Linked DNA regions of Mus musculus: region 1 is linked to region 2. Evidence: chromatin contacts called from public HiChIP or PLAC-seq data. All regions are on one chromosome and are shown on one strand. The core of a region is the stretch at or near the end of the contact, and the rest is flanking DNA. Distances in the headings are between cores, read along the strand shown. Region 1 has its middle 29 kb from the start of 4930556N13Rik. Region 2 overlaps Msi2 (musashi RNA-binding protein 2).

Region 1 (6,779 bases), core at 1,992-4,491, 340 kb after region 2:
TCCTCCATGGCATCCACATCAGCCCCTGTCTCCAGGTTCCTGGCCTGCTTGAGCTCCTGTCCTGATCTCTTCCAGTGATGAGCAGCCATCTGAAAGCACGAGCCAAAAAGCCCTTTGCTCCCCAGGTTGCTTCTGGCCAGGGCGTGTCACCACAGCAATGGTCACCCTAAGACAACACCCATCCATCTGTTCACTTTTGCCGGGCTGGGATCAGAGCCCAGGGCCTTTGGTGGTACACACCTGGAGTCCCAGTACTCCAGAGGTTGAGGCAGGAAGATTAAAAGTTCAAGGTCAGCCAAGGCTGCAAACACCTTCCACTGGATTTTAAAGAGATTGCTGCCAGGCATGGTGGCACACTCCAGTAGTCAGGAATCAGAAGCAGGAGGACAAGTTCACCATTCTGATCTACATAGCAAGTTCTAGCCTAGCCAGGCCTAAATAGTAGGACCATACCTACCTGTATCTACATCTACATCTCTGCCTATATCTATTATAACTATATCTATATCTATTATAGCTATAGCTATATTACAACTATATCATCTCTATTTATATATTTATATTATATCTATCTATCTCGTCTTTATCACATATATCTATCAATATCGGTTATTCAGAGAGAGAGGGACAGAGACAGAGAGACAGAGATTGCCGCCAGGCTCACTGAAAGCACCTATAATACCATCTACTCAGGAAGACTGAAGCAGGAGATTCTTTGTTTGAGAACAGTCTGGGAAATTTAGCAACAATGTCTCTTAACAACAACAACAAAAACTAACTAAAAACCACTAGGCTTGAGGCTGCTCCCACCAGCCAGCACCTGCACAGGACCTTCTCCTCGGTCCAGTGGTCTCTCCTTACCCATCACCCATCTTCTACTCCCCTTCCTTTCTCCTCCCTCCTCGCTGCCCCTCCCTACGGGATCCCTTCTTTTGTCCCTCCAGCGCAGGGGTGTTTTGCAGGCCTAAGCCCCCCTCCTAAACTCTCAAATGCTTGATAGAACAAAAGGCTAACATGGAAGGCAAGCCAGGACTGCTAATGCTGTTTGGTTTCGTTGTCTTTGGTCTCCCACACAGCAGGTCTCTAAGTAAGTGGAGTGCACCTGTCTGCAAGTGTATTTACATGCACACTTCTCCCCCCCCCCGCCCCCACCACCATGAAAAGCAGGGCCTGAGTTGAGGCTAACTCTCTTGTCCCCTCCCCTGCTTCCCTTCCTCACCCCCACCCTTCCCCTGATCTCCTTCCCTGTCCCCTCCCCTCCTCTCCCCTCCTCTGCTTCCCTTCCCACTCCCCTCCCTAAGATCATGATCCCAGTCCTGGTCCCATGGCCCTGGGAATTCCTGTCTAGCGCCCTCCTCCTCTGAAGTGTCTTACTTCCTGTCCTAAACTGTTGCTCTGAGTCCCCACGCATCCCCGTGCTTTTGCCTCGGAGGGCCTCGTTTCCTGACTAAGTAGCAAGCCAGCCAGTACAAAGGCTGAATAAACAGTCAGTAGAAATTAACTTGAATGTTCAGGGAGAAGAACAAAGACTTCCGACGTGAGCCAGGGAAGGAATCGTAATTGCCAGAGAGAGAGGGGCGGCCCTGAGCTCAGGCTGCTGGAGACTTGGGAGCGCGGATGTTGACAGTGGCGGAGACAGGCAGGCGCGCGATGCTGACTTGATAAGTGGAAGAGTGAGAATTCTAATTCAAGGAAGATGCAGATAGAGAGGAGCACGAGAACAGAGAGGAGGGGCCGCTGAGGGGTCCAGAGGCAAAAGGCAAGGTCCCCCTGCTCCCGGCGGGGTATCCTTGCCTGGGCTCCCAGCCCAGAGTAGACGTTCTCATGGGGACACCAACAGTAACCAAGTACGCATTCATGGAGACTCCAGGATAGGAGAAAGGCAGAGGCAACTGGCATTGTGTCTCCAGGGTGGAAGAAATGACGAGTCCTATGAACCCAGAGAAACAGAGAGGGCCCCACCCTAGACCATGGAAGCAGACCCATTTAAGAGACTTCTACAGAGAAGCAGCTGGCACGACCTGTCCTTACCCCACCCGGTGTAGCAGCTTACAGAGGGGTGTGAATGCTCAGAGCCATGCCCTGGAGGAAGGCGTTGCAGGGTAGCATCCTGAGGAAGAGTGCACCCTGGAGAAGGGTCCTAGGAGACAGCCTGCGATGAGAACACAGGCCTCTGTGCCTTGACGGGAAGGAAAGGGAGAAGAGGAGGCTAGATAGATGCCAGGAGACTTCCGAGGGAGGGGAGATTGGTTGGTGGTTCCAGAAATGGGATAAAGGAGAGCTTCCTGGAACATCTCCCCTGGCAGAAAGGAGGCAGCCAGCTCCCAGGACCCGTGGTTGGGGCTATCGGAGGAGTGTGAACACTCTGAACGGCAGCGTTTGCTGGAGAGAGACCATGACAGACCACCCAACCTCCAGAGACCACGAGGAGGGACAACCGGGTCCCTGCTGCCACTGGTGGCCCGCCAGAGTGGACACAGTACATGTTTGTGGCTGGAAAGCCAAGTGACGGTACAGAAGCCTGGGAAGGGTCCAAGCAGGACACCAGGCTTCCATCCTTGGGTAACTTGTGCCCCTCAATGCTAGGTAAAAGCCCCCCAGGAAGAACCAGACCTTCGAAAACCTCTGATTCTTTTAGTTGTTTGGCAAAAGACATCTCCATGCTCTGTGGCCTCTTAATTTCGTAGATGGTGAAAGGCAGAGAATTAAAGAATCAATGGGCAATTAAGGAGGTACTGGCAGGTACTGGCCAAGAGCATATTATTTATTTATTCAGCCAGCCACACTCATTTTTAAAGAGCTAACTTCCATTTTGTTTCTGACACCAAAAATAAATCAAACTAAAAACTGTATACATCATAACTGAAAAAAAAATACATATTTGCATGGTATGTCGCCCCTGTGAAGCCTCAGCTGCGACCTGCAAAAGGAATTTTTGTGTAAAAAAAAAAAAAGAGAGAGAGAGATGAATTCATTCTGCACTGGCCTTCCCTGAGGGTACAGATAGGATCGAAAAGACAAAAATAAGGTTTTAATTCACTAGTGATTTTCCCACCCCGTCTCAAGCTTCTTTTTGATTCTTAGCATCCATTTTCCTGGGTCGTCTTGGGAGGGTTGCAAGATTTCAATCCATTAACACAGTAGTAGGTTGGTGAAATTTCAGAACAGGCTGAGATGAACAGCCACAATGAGGACACAGCTGCCCTGGGGCTCCCGGCAGAGAACTCAGCCTATGATTCAGCTCCTAGCCCATGATCTGGCGCCCTAAGGGAGGGGATCTCTTTGAAGAGCCCTCTTTTCTCTCCTCTACTTCCCCGACTTGGGAGAAATCCAGTCTTGCCCCCTAGTCCATATCAGCTCTCTGATTTTGGAGCAGCTCCTTGGCACTAAATATACCTGCACCATTGACTGTCTTCCACCCTCCCTCCCCTCCTCACCCCGCCCCGCCCCCCACGCACCTCCTCATTCCCTCCCCAGCAAGCGCTTTTGGCGTACTACAGGTATCTTCCCAAGCTACCCCAAGGTTGATTCTAGGACAGTGGCTCTCAAACTTAAGTCTGCATCTAAACTACGTGGACAAAGTGCTACACGGTTCTCGGTCAGTAAGTCTCGGGTATGAGCTGGGGATTTGCATTCCTGTTAAGTTTAATACTGAGACAAGTGCTTGGAGAACCTGTTTTCTGGGATGAGGCAAAGGGAGGGGATACCCGTAGTAGCTTGTGCTGTGGTGCCATCTAGTGGACATAGACCACAATAGCAGCAGTCTGCCCTGTGGAGTGCACAAGACTTCATTCCACTCCTTTAAACACTTCAAAAACCATTCTCTTTTACGACTCTACTTCTTAAGGTGGGCCTTTTACTGTTTAAATGCTCTCTTTCCACCCTCTGAATAAGACCATTACAAACTATGCCCTGCCGAATATGGATGAAATGAAACAGGAAACTGGGTGTTTTGAAACGAAACTGCACACCCTGATTTTGATAACTGTCCCCCAGATACATCTGACCTAAGGCACAACACTGCACACATGGCAGACAGCAGGCCATCACCCAGATCACACAATAATTAGCTCTAACCCCAAACCAGGACCCAAGGATTCCATGTTGTCTCAACCCAGGGGGAAGCACACCACTTTAGAAGTAACTGGACAACCCTGAGGACGTGGCTGTTGGGGAGAACTTATCAGAGCACACTCGGAACCCTAGGTTCTCTCTCCAGCATGACCTGAACTGGATATAGTGGTCACACCTGTAATCCCAGCCTGGCAGTTGGGAGATCGAAATGGGAAGGTTGAAAGCTCAAAGTCAACCAGGGGGTGCTGACGGACAACTTTAATTCCAGCACCAGGGGAGCAGAGGCAGGTGGACCTCTGTGAGTTTGAGGCTAGCCTGGTCTACAGAGCAAGTTCCAGGATACACAGAAAAACCTTGTCTCAAAAAAAAAAAAAAAAAAAAAAAAAAAAAAAGAGGGATGATGGAGAAGGAAGAGAAGGAAGGGAAGAAGAAAGCTGTTTACGGTTATTCTTCTATTTTAAAACTCAGAGAAAAAGGAAAAGACAGGGTCACAAGTTCAAGGCCTGCCTCAGCTACCTGGACTATGGCTTGAGTTTAAGGCCAGCTTGGAAAACTGTCTCAAAATAAAAATGTAAAAAGGGCTGGCGATGTAGCCTAGCGATAGAACACGCGTGAAGGCCTGTATTTGCCCCACCCCAGGATTGAAAAAAAAATGTAGGTTTCAAAGTCCCATTCTTAAGAATCTCTGGTTCAGTGGGCCTGGGCCCAGCCACTTGCAAGCATTATAAATAAATTGTAGCAAACGCTTGAGCCTCTACTGTGAGACAGCCTGCAGGGCGGTGACCTCAGAACCCTGTTCCCTACCTAGCACTATCCAACAGAAACAATCTGAGCCATACTCAGACTCGTGACAATGCATGCTCATTAGCCTCCCGTTAAACATCAAAGGGGCGGGGCTGCAGAGGTGCCACAGTGGTTCAAAGCATCACTGGCCGTTCTCCCAAGGGGTCCAGGTTTGAGTTCCCAGAACGTACATGGCAGCTGCCAAGCATCTGGAACCCAGTTCCAGGGGTCCTGACTCCCTCTTCTGACTTCTTCAAGCACCAGGCAGGCACGAGATACACAGATTATGCTCGCAGGCAAAATAAAATACCCATCTACATAAATGATCACTTTTGTGGCAAAGGAGGAGCCAGGAATGTGGTTTGGTTAGTAGAGAACTTGCCTACCATGGAAGAAGACCTAAATTTGGCCCGTGGCCCTGTGTAGCTGGGCATGGTGGTAAATGGCTGTGCTCTGAGCACTTGTGAAGATGGAAAGATCAGAAGTCCAAGATCACCACTGACATGGGGAACTCAAAGCCAGCAGCATAGGCTACATGAGATCTGATATTGGAAACTAAACTAGACTGAACAGGGCACAGGGGAACTCTGGGACCCAAGATCCATCCTATGCTCACCTTTTGAAGGTCATCTGGGATATGTGCATATTTGAGAAGGCATCACATTCTACTCTCCAGACTCCCTTGCACTTATTATGATCTAAAGGTAACAATGGGGAGGTAATATCCTAAAGGTAATAGTGCATATGAGTGCTGTGTCCTCCGGGGCCAGAGACGTCAGATCCCCTGGAACTGACTTCCAGGTGGCTAAGAGCCACCCGATGTGAGCACTGGGAACTGAACCCAGGGCCTCTCCAAGAGCACATGATCTTAACCACTGATTTTTTTATGTGGATTCTGAGGTCGAGATTCTCACACTTGTACAAGCAGTAACTTTACTGAGCTATGTATGTAGCACATGCACACCCCCAAATACTAATCTTTTAAAATACGGATTTTTTATTCTGTGTGTCTGTATGTATATGTGCATGTGAGTAGCCACAGGGGCCAGAAGCATCAACCCTTCTGTAGTTTGGGGTTACAGGCAGTTGTTAGCTGCCCAGCGTAGATGCTAAGAACCTGACTCTAGTCCTCCAAAAGAGCAGCATTCTTTACGGCTAAACAAGCTCTCCAGCCCCCAAATGGTAATAATGTTTAATCATCTCTTAGTGAATAACTTCATCTCAGACCAGTTAAGTCTGCTCAATTTGGCCGATTTCAAGTTAAGTGTTAATACACAACCAGTGTGGACCATCGAAGCCCTGGGAAGGACCTCAACCTTTGATGAACAAAGGAACAGACTCCGAGTGATTAAAATGAAGATCAATATCCAGGTGCAGTGGCTTGTGCTTATGTGGCCCAAGTTACTCGGGAATTTAGGCTCCCAAGCACCCAGAGAGAGCAGGGAGCGTGGATACCAGAAGACACAGGTTCAAGGCCAGGTTCAGCCTATTGTGAGCCTAGTCGCTCCCTCCCAAGAGGTTCCAGGACCCCATAGAAAAGTGGGGAAGGCCCCCCCTTAGGCATGTGCCATCTGTTATAGACTCATCGGCACACTTCCACAGAGTACTTCCTGAAGGCTCTGGACCTGTCTCAGCTTTGTAGCCCTTAGCAGGTTTGGCATACTCATGCAGGCACTTGGTGCAGAAACCCACAGGAGCAGTCACAACGCCTTCCCTGTCATCCTGCCAGGAAGCCCGGAGAAAGACAAGAACTCCATCCCAGCTCAGGGAGGAAGTATCAGCCATCCTTGCCCAGAGCACCGGGGGTTTCTCCAATGCCGTCTGTCTCCACCAGATGTCAGCTGGGCCTGCTTCTCTAAACAAGCAAGCCAAGATCTCAGAGATTTTCTTTGTAAAGATACAAGTCGACCTCCTTAAGAGGA
Region 2 (6,009 bases), core at 3,474-5,973:
CAGAAAGCAAGGACAGGTGATAGCAACCTGAAAGCCAAGTGGCAACTAATTTGACCTCTGCCTCCTACTGGTGATAAAGGCCCAAGGGAGCCCAGACCATGGGCCCAAGTCTATGCATTCTGCTGTGGCTCCTGACACACCATAGAGGTCCATGTTCCTGGGGCCAGGGACCAAACACAGCCCAGGCTACCCATCAGGACTGGGTGAGAAGATAGGAGCTCCCAAAAGGCAAGTTGGCTAGAAGACTAACTGAATCAGTGAGAGACCCTGCTTAAGTAAATAAAATGGAGTGATCGTGGAAGAATCTGACATCAACACAACATCTACATGGCCCACACATTCAACATACATGTGTATACACACATACAGAGATGGAGAGAGGAAGAGAGAGGGAGAGAGACAGATAGAGACAGAGAGATGGGGAAGTAGCTCAATGTACTCCAGACCATGCATGGATTTGATCCCAGACCCTGACAAACATAAGAAAAGGACACAGTCGCCATGACACAGCTCAGCAAACTCCTGAGATTGTGGGTTCTGACACTGACTGCCGGGAGTCACATTTAGATGTCATCACTCACCCAGAAAAACCTGTTCCTATCTGGGCACACATAAGAGTCTGCAATCAGTAGCCTTGGGCTGGAAGCTATGGGGACTTAAGAGCCTCAGCTCTCTTGAGCCTTGGTATCTCAGCCATAAAATGGTAAAGGTAATTATCCTAAGAGCTAACACTTAATGCACACTTATTCTTGGCCTTCCACTTGCCAAACAACACTATTAAAGTAGGCACTTTTCCTACTTGGATTTTTTTTTTTTTTTGTCAACTTGACACAAGTCAGAGTCATCTAAGAGGAGGAACCTCACTGGGAAAATGCCTCCATGAGATCTCCTGGAGGCACATCTGTGGGGCATTTTCTTGATTAGGGACTGATGTAGAAGGGCCCAGGCAGTCTAAACAAGCATGAAAAAGAAGCCAGTGATCAGGGCTTTGACTTCCTTTGATGATAAAGCAATGTGTAAGTTGAAATAAACCCTTTCTTCTCCGAGTTGCTTTCGGCCGTGGTGTTTTATCATAGCACTAAAAACACTAGGGCGCTGCTATTACTACATTCACTTTATAAATGAACAGAGGAGGCATAAAAATGCACAGTAATTCCTCCCCAAGTCACAACAACTCTGTGACTCCCAAGATGGCTGTGGAGGCCAAATTATGAGAGACACAAGAAAATTGTGCTTTGGCTTCTCATTAAAAAAAATTATATATAGGTTTGCATTTCTATGTGTTAAGTCATATAGAAGCATATGGATACCAGAGCCCATGGAGGCTGGAAGCCTGGGATCTCCTCCAACTGGAGTTACAGGTGGCAGTCAGCGATTTGAAGTGACTGCCGGGAACCAAACTGCGGTCTCTGAGCAACAAGTTCTCTTCACCACTGGCTCATCTCTGCAGCCCTTCTACACTACTTGTTGCAGACAGAATCATTCTACATTGCCTGGATGGATTCTTCTGTCTCATCTGAAACAGACTACAGAGCCTGGGCTGTCCCTCCCAGCGTGGTACTTAGGCATCGATAACATCACCAAGACAATGTTGATGATGACAGAAAATAATCACAAACTGAACATCACCTTCCTCTTGGTAGCTCTCCTCCAGCTCCAGCTCCAGGGTAATGGGGAAGGGGAGAGAGAGCATTTACATGGTTTTTTTTCCTTCCTTGCCTTCTCTCCTCATCCTCTACCCTGCCCTGGTCCATCCAGGGTTGACCTCTCCATCGAGGGGAAAGTTGGGCATATGAAGACAGGATATGCAGATCTCTCCCTGGCCCCCTTCATCCCTTCCTGCCTTTCACTCGCTGCTTCCTCAGACAGGAAAGAGGCGCAACCAGCACAGTCACCGCTCTGATCACAGAGGATATCGGGGAGTGGAAGCAACAATAGATGTGGCAAAGGAAACAGGTCTTTAAGTTCACCCAGGACTCCTTCCCTGGAGCACACTCCAGAGCCTTTCCTCACACCCCACTTCAAAATCACTGCTCATTAGCACCCCATTAATGAGGACCCCAGGAACAGGGCACTTCCAGAGCACAGCAAAATACTGCACCGAGTCATAACCTCCTCAGACTTCCGTCTCAAGGAGGATGGTCTAGATTCCTCCCCTTTTCCCATTCAAAGCAATGATTTGAACATGTTCCTGCTGGCAGGGGCCACTGAGAGTTCTCTTTGACAAATCTGTTCAACACTAGGGATCCACTCCCAAGCAAAACTCAGACATCGGGCAAATCATTTCAAAGGTTTGTGGACCCCAGGTTGAGTGAGACCCATATATATATATATGTGTGTATACACACACACATATATATATATGGTTTTCTATAACATGGATTGGTCAGGGGAACAGACAGGTACAGCTGCCCCCCAAGCACTTCGAAGCTCCACAGGACCGTCCAGATCTGCAAGTGTGGTAATCTGCTAACAGATTCAAGCAGGGTTTTTTCCACCTCCTCTCACTCAAGTCTTAGGCTGACAGGCTGCTCTCTGAGCCCTCTTGATGCAAATTGAGAGTCAGATTGAGTAATCACCATGAATAATTTCCACTGGGATCACTGAGTGCTGAGGTTGGCTAGGGGCTAAGAGAGCCAGGGCGAGAAAGGTAAGTTGAACCAGTGTGCAGGGTGTGGCCGCTCAATTTCAGCCAGGACTCGCTAGCCAAGATGGTTTTCACTGTCTGATACCCAGACTCACTGTGCTATGCACAGTCTACTTGCTGGCTTCTGCATCTTCCTTGTACATTGTGTCAATGGGATGGGAGGGGAGAAGCCCAGGAGAGGAGGAAGGGTCATTCGCTTACGACGGGCCATCTTACCTCTGTGCCTGTTGGTGGTTTTGTCGAACATCAGCATCGCATCCTCTACCTGAAAACAAGCACAGAATAAAAGCTGCTTCAGGACTTTTTATGAAATCTACAGAACATTACAAATACAGAGCGCATTGGGGGTGGGGGAGAGGAAAGTGCTTTCCATTGCTAAAGTAATAGTTGCTCAAATAGAGAATGTTTATGGGGGGGGGAACCAAACCCCAAAATCCCCTCAACTTGGCATAATCTTAGTTAACAGATGTGTAGTTTCCTTTGGGGGGGGGGAAGAGGAGAGGAAGGAGAGAGTGGGACCCAGAAGAAGGGAGGGAGAGATTATATTGTATCATTTGCTGTATAAATGACATTACAATATAGCAAATACTTCACCCAGGTCAATACAATGTGACAGCTTGACAGTGTTCCACAGTGCAAGAGGCCACAGCGAAGGTCCCTTCTAATGTACATTCAGTTCATTAGGTTGTAGACAGCAGGCTTCAGAACCCTCACTCTGATGGGCTGGACTCTGCTCTCTAAAACTTGTCGGTTAAAGTCCTAGTTCCGAGTTCCATGACTGGGTGACTACTCTTTATTTTTATTTTTTAAAATATTTAAAAATTTTAGGTGCACACACGTGTGTCCGTGTTTATTTGCAATAAGTCGGTGGGTGCCTGTGGACACCAAAAGGTGCTGGATCCTGGGAAACTGGAGTTTTGCGTTGTCTGATGTGGTTGCTGGGAAAACCCAACTTGGATCCTCTGCGAAAGCAGTTAGTGCTCTTAACCACTGAGCCATCTCTCCATCCCAACTGGATCTTTAAAGCCAACAACATTAAGATGAGTTCATTAGGGTGGACCTTAATCCCATCATATGGACTGTGTCCTCAAATGAGGACAAAGACACAGACAGGGGCTGAGGAACCAACAAGGCCAATGAGGCTAACAAGACCTCAGTAGGCACCAACCCTACCACCACACAATCTTGGGCTTCTGGCTTCCAGGATAAACAGACACGAGAAAACTGTAATTTGTTTGTTGAAACTCTCCAGTCTCTGGTGCTTGGTGGTGGCTGTCCTAACACCCTGGTATACCAATGCTAGGGCTCTTTCAAGGCAATCAAGAACAGAAGTACCCAGGCGGGCATCTGTCTTTCTTCTCACATACCCTGCAACTCTTGGCCATTTCTAACTGTAGGATTCCACACAGATCTCAAGAAACAAGAGACGGCTCCACAATCCACTCCTTTCATTTGTAGATCTAATCCTTTAGGTCACAAGACCCGCCTTTACCCTCAAGAAGGCTTGCTATGCCAGGGTGAATCGGGTGTTTGCTTCATGGATTCTGGACTCAACAATGGTGGCCGAAATGCAAACCAATACAGACTGTGAGCCAGAGCACTCTGTGCTTGGAGCAGGCTGGGTGTGTATGTGGCTGGGAAGATCTTAGCACTCTGTTATGCTCAAAGGCTCCTGAGGGCCAGCTAAGCCACCCGAGGGAGAATCACAGGCCACCCGTCCCTCACTCCTTCTGCGTGAAACAGTGAAGTGAGGATTAAAATGGAGCCTCTGGGCAAACTGAACTTATTTTTCTAGATCCTATCACAGACGACAGAGGAGAGAGCAAAGTCCAGGCAAGAACAGGGAAAAGGCAGGCAAGCCAGACTGGAAGAGATCTGTCTCACTTAAAAATCCCTTCTGGAGGCAGGGCCCCCTTTGTTGCTAAGCAACCCAGGCTGAACAAACAGGCTCCTGGGGCCTCCCCCTTCTGGTGCCCCCCCACTCCTGCAGTCATTTGCTGTGAAGAGGGTATCCTTATATGTAGGGAGCTGTACCCCCCCCCCTTTTCTCCCAGGCACCAGCTGGCAGGAGAGGCAAAGCTAGTTTGAGATCACTTGAACAGGGCCTCCTTCTCTGGGCTCTTCCTGTTCCCATGCTTTGGCGGGCTTCAAGAGTCCCCCCAGACACCTGCTGAGGCCATACGCCTCCCATACACCACCCAAGCAAATCACCAGAAGATCAACCGGTGTGTTTGTACACAGAGCAGTCACACTCTGGCATATGGCATCTCAGACTGAGACCTTGGGATGCCAGAAGAATTCAGATGCCTGGGGCGCGGGTGTAGGTTGGGGGTAAGACCTGCTGCGGGTGCAGGTAAATGCGACATCTGCTTCTTTGCACCCATCTCCACACTGTCGGAGATGTCTGCCAAATCTTGATTTTTAACTGAAAATGTCTAACAGCGAAGAAAACAGCCTCCCTCCTGTGTTGGCCATGTTTTGGTACTGAAATTCAGATGCCCGTAGGAAATAAATATTTTGAATTAAAAAAAAATCTCCCCCCCAAAAAAGCCATGTCTTTCAGCGGTGCGTAATTGGCTCCCTGCTTCTCCTGGCTAAGTTTGTCTGTTTTCTTCTGAAGCCTCCGCATTCCCTCCACCCTGGTGAGCATTGGGGGAAGGATCTGTGTATGTGTGTGTTTTGGGGACAAGCATTGTTGTAGAGAATAGGGCTCTTTCCCCTGCAGCCCAGCTGTACAATGGGACTTTCGAAGACCTCCTGAATAGATAAAAGTGTCAGGGTGCAAGAGAAATTCTATTAACATTTTACAAAATATAACATCTAAGAGAGAAAGCAAAAGCACGAGATGGGAAGGAATCAATACGGGTAAGATCCAGTGCTGAGGCGTGGGGGCACTTTTCAGTGGTTGCAAACACTTATTAATTCAGAGACGCCATCAATGCAATGGAAATCTGGCAGGCCAGCAAGAGCTGAAACCAGGAGAATTTGAATACACAAAGACTGAATAGAATGAAAACCGCCGCCTCACATACGGGCCTGTTTCTCACGGTTCTCGGAGAATCAAACAGAAGCGGCTTGTGCAGGAGTCTCCTTCATGGAGTCTGGAGAAATGAGGGGCACAGCTGAGGTGACTGGTGTCAGTGCGGGAGCCAGTTAACTGGCAGCAATCTCTGCCTCCCTGTCTCACAGGAGGCCCTGTACATGGGGTCACACCTGAACCTAGCACGAAGGAGTTGGCTGTGCATCACAAGCCTTCAGGAAGGGCTGAGGAGGGACGCATGCTGGGGTTGGGGAGCTGTAAGCTGTTGTTTTCCTGACTTGGAAAAGAGAGCATCATTAACACTAGAAAATACTCCTCAAGG

The links. HiChIP or PLAC-seq counts read pairs in DNA pulled down with a chosen protein or histone mark.
Region 1: an H3K27ac HiChIP or PLAC-seq map of stem cell-derived neural progenitor cells shows a contact between it and region 2, with 5 times the contacts expected there. The contact joins two enhancer-like sites. A contact is called at or near these places in 2 of 15 datasets of contacts at CTCF or cohesin (large pre-B cells and pro-B cells), 10 of 484 Hi-C or Micro-C datasets (the HL-1 cell line, LSK cells, the N1E-115 cell line and 5 more) and 10 of 115 datasets of contacts at active chromatin or transcription factors (differentiating embryonic stem cells, embryonic basal ganglia, embryonic brain and 7 more).

What each region holds. Positions count from the first base shown.
Region 1 is chr11:88,819,505-88,826,283 of GRCm38.p6, forward strand. No RefSeq gene overlaps it. Among named protein-coding and RNA genes, the nearest start is that of 4930556N13Rik, 29 kb to the right of the region's middle. Within about 2 kb of position 3,242, at least 52 of the 459 cell types and tissues checked have an H3K27ac peak or open chromatin away from gene starts, as enhancers often do. A contact at or near this core is called in stem cell-derived neural progenitor cells, where this site is marked.
Region 2 is chr11:88,477,143-88,483,151 of GRCm38.p6, forward strand. Msi2 (musashi RNA-binding protein 2) reads right to left here. Exons shown (of 14, transcript NM_054043.3): 7 at 2,864-2,912. Among named protein-coding and RNA genes, the nearest start is that of Mir378b, 130 kb to the left of the region's middle. Within about 2 kb of position 4,724, at least 77 of the 459 cell types and tissues checked have an H3K27ac peak or open chromatin away from gene starts, as enhancers often do. A contact at or near this core is called in stem cell-derived neural progenitor cells, where this site is marked.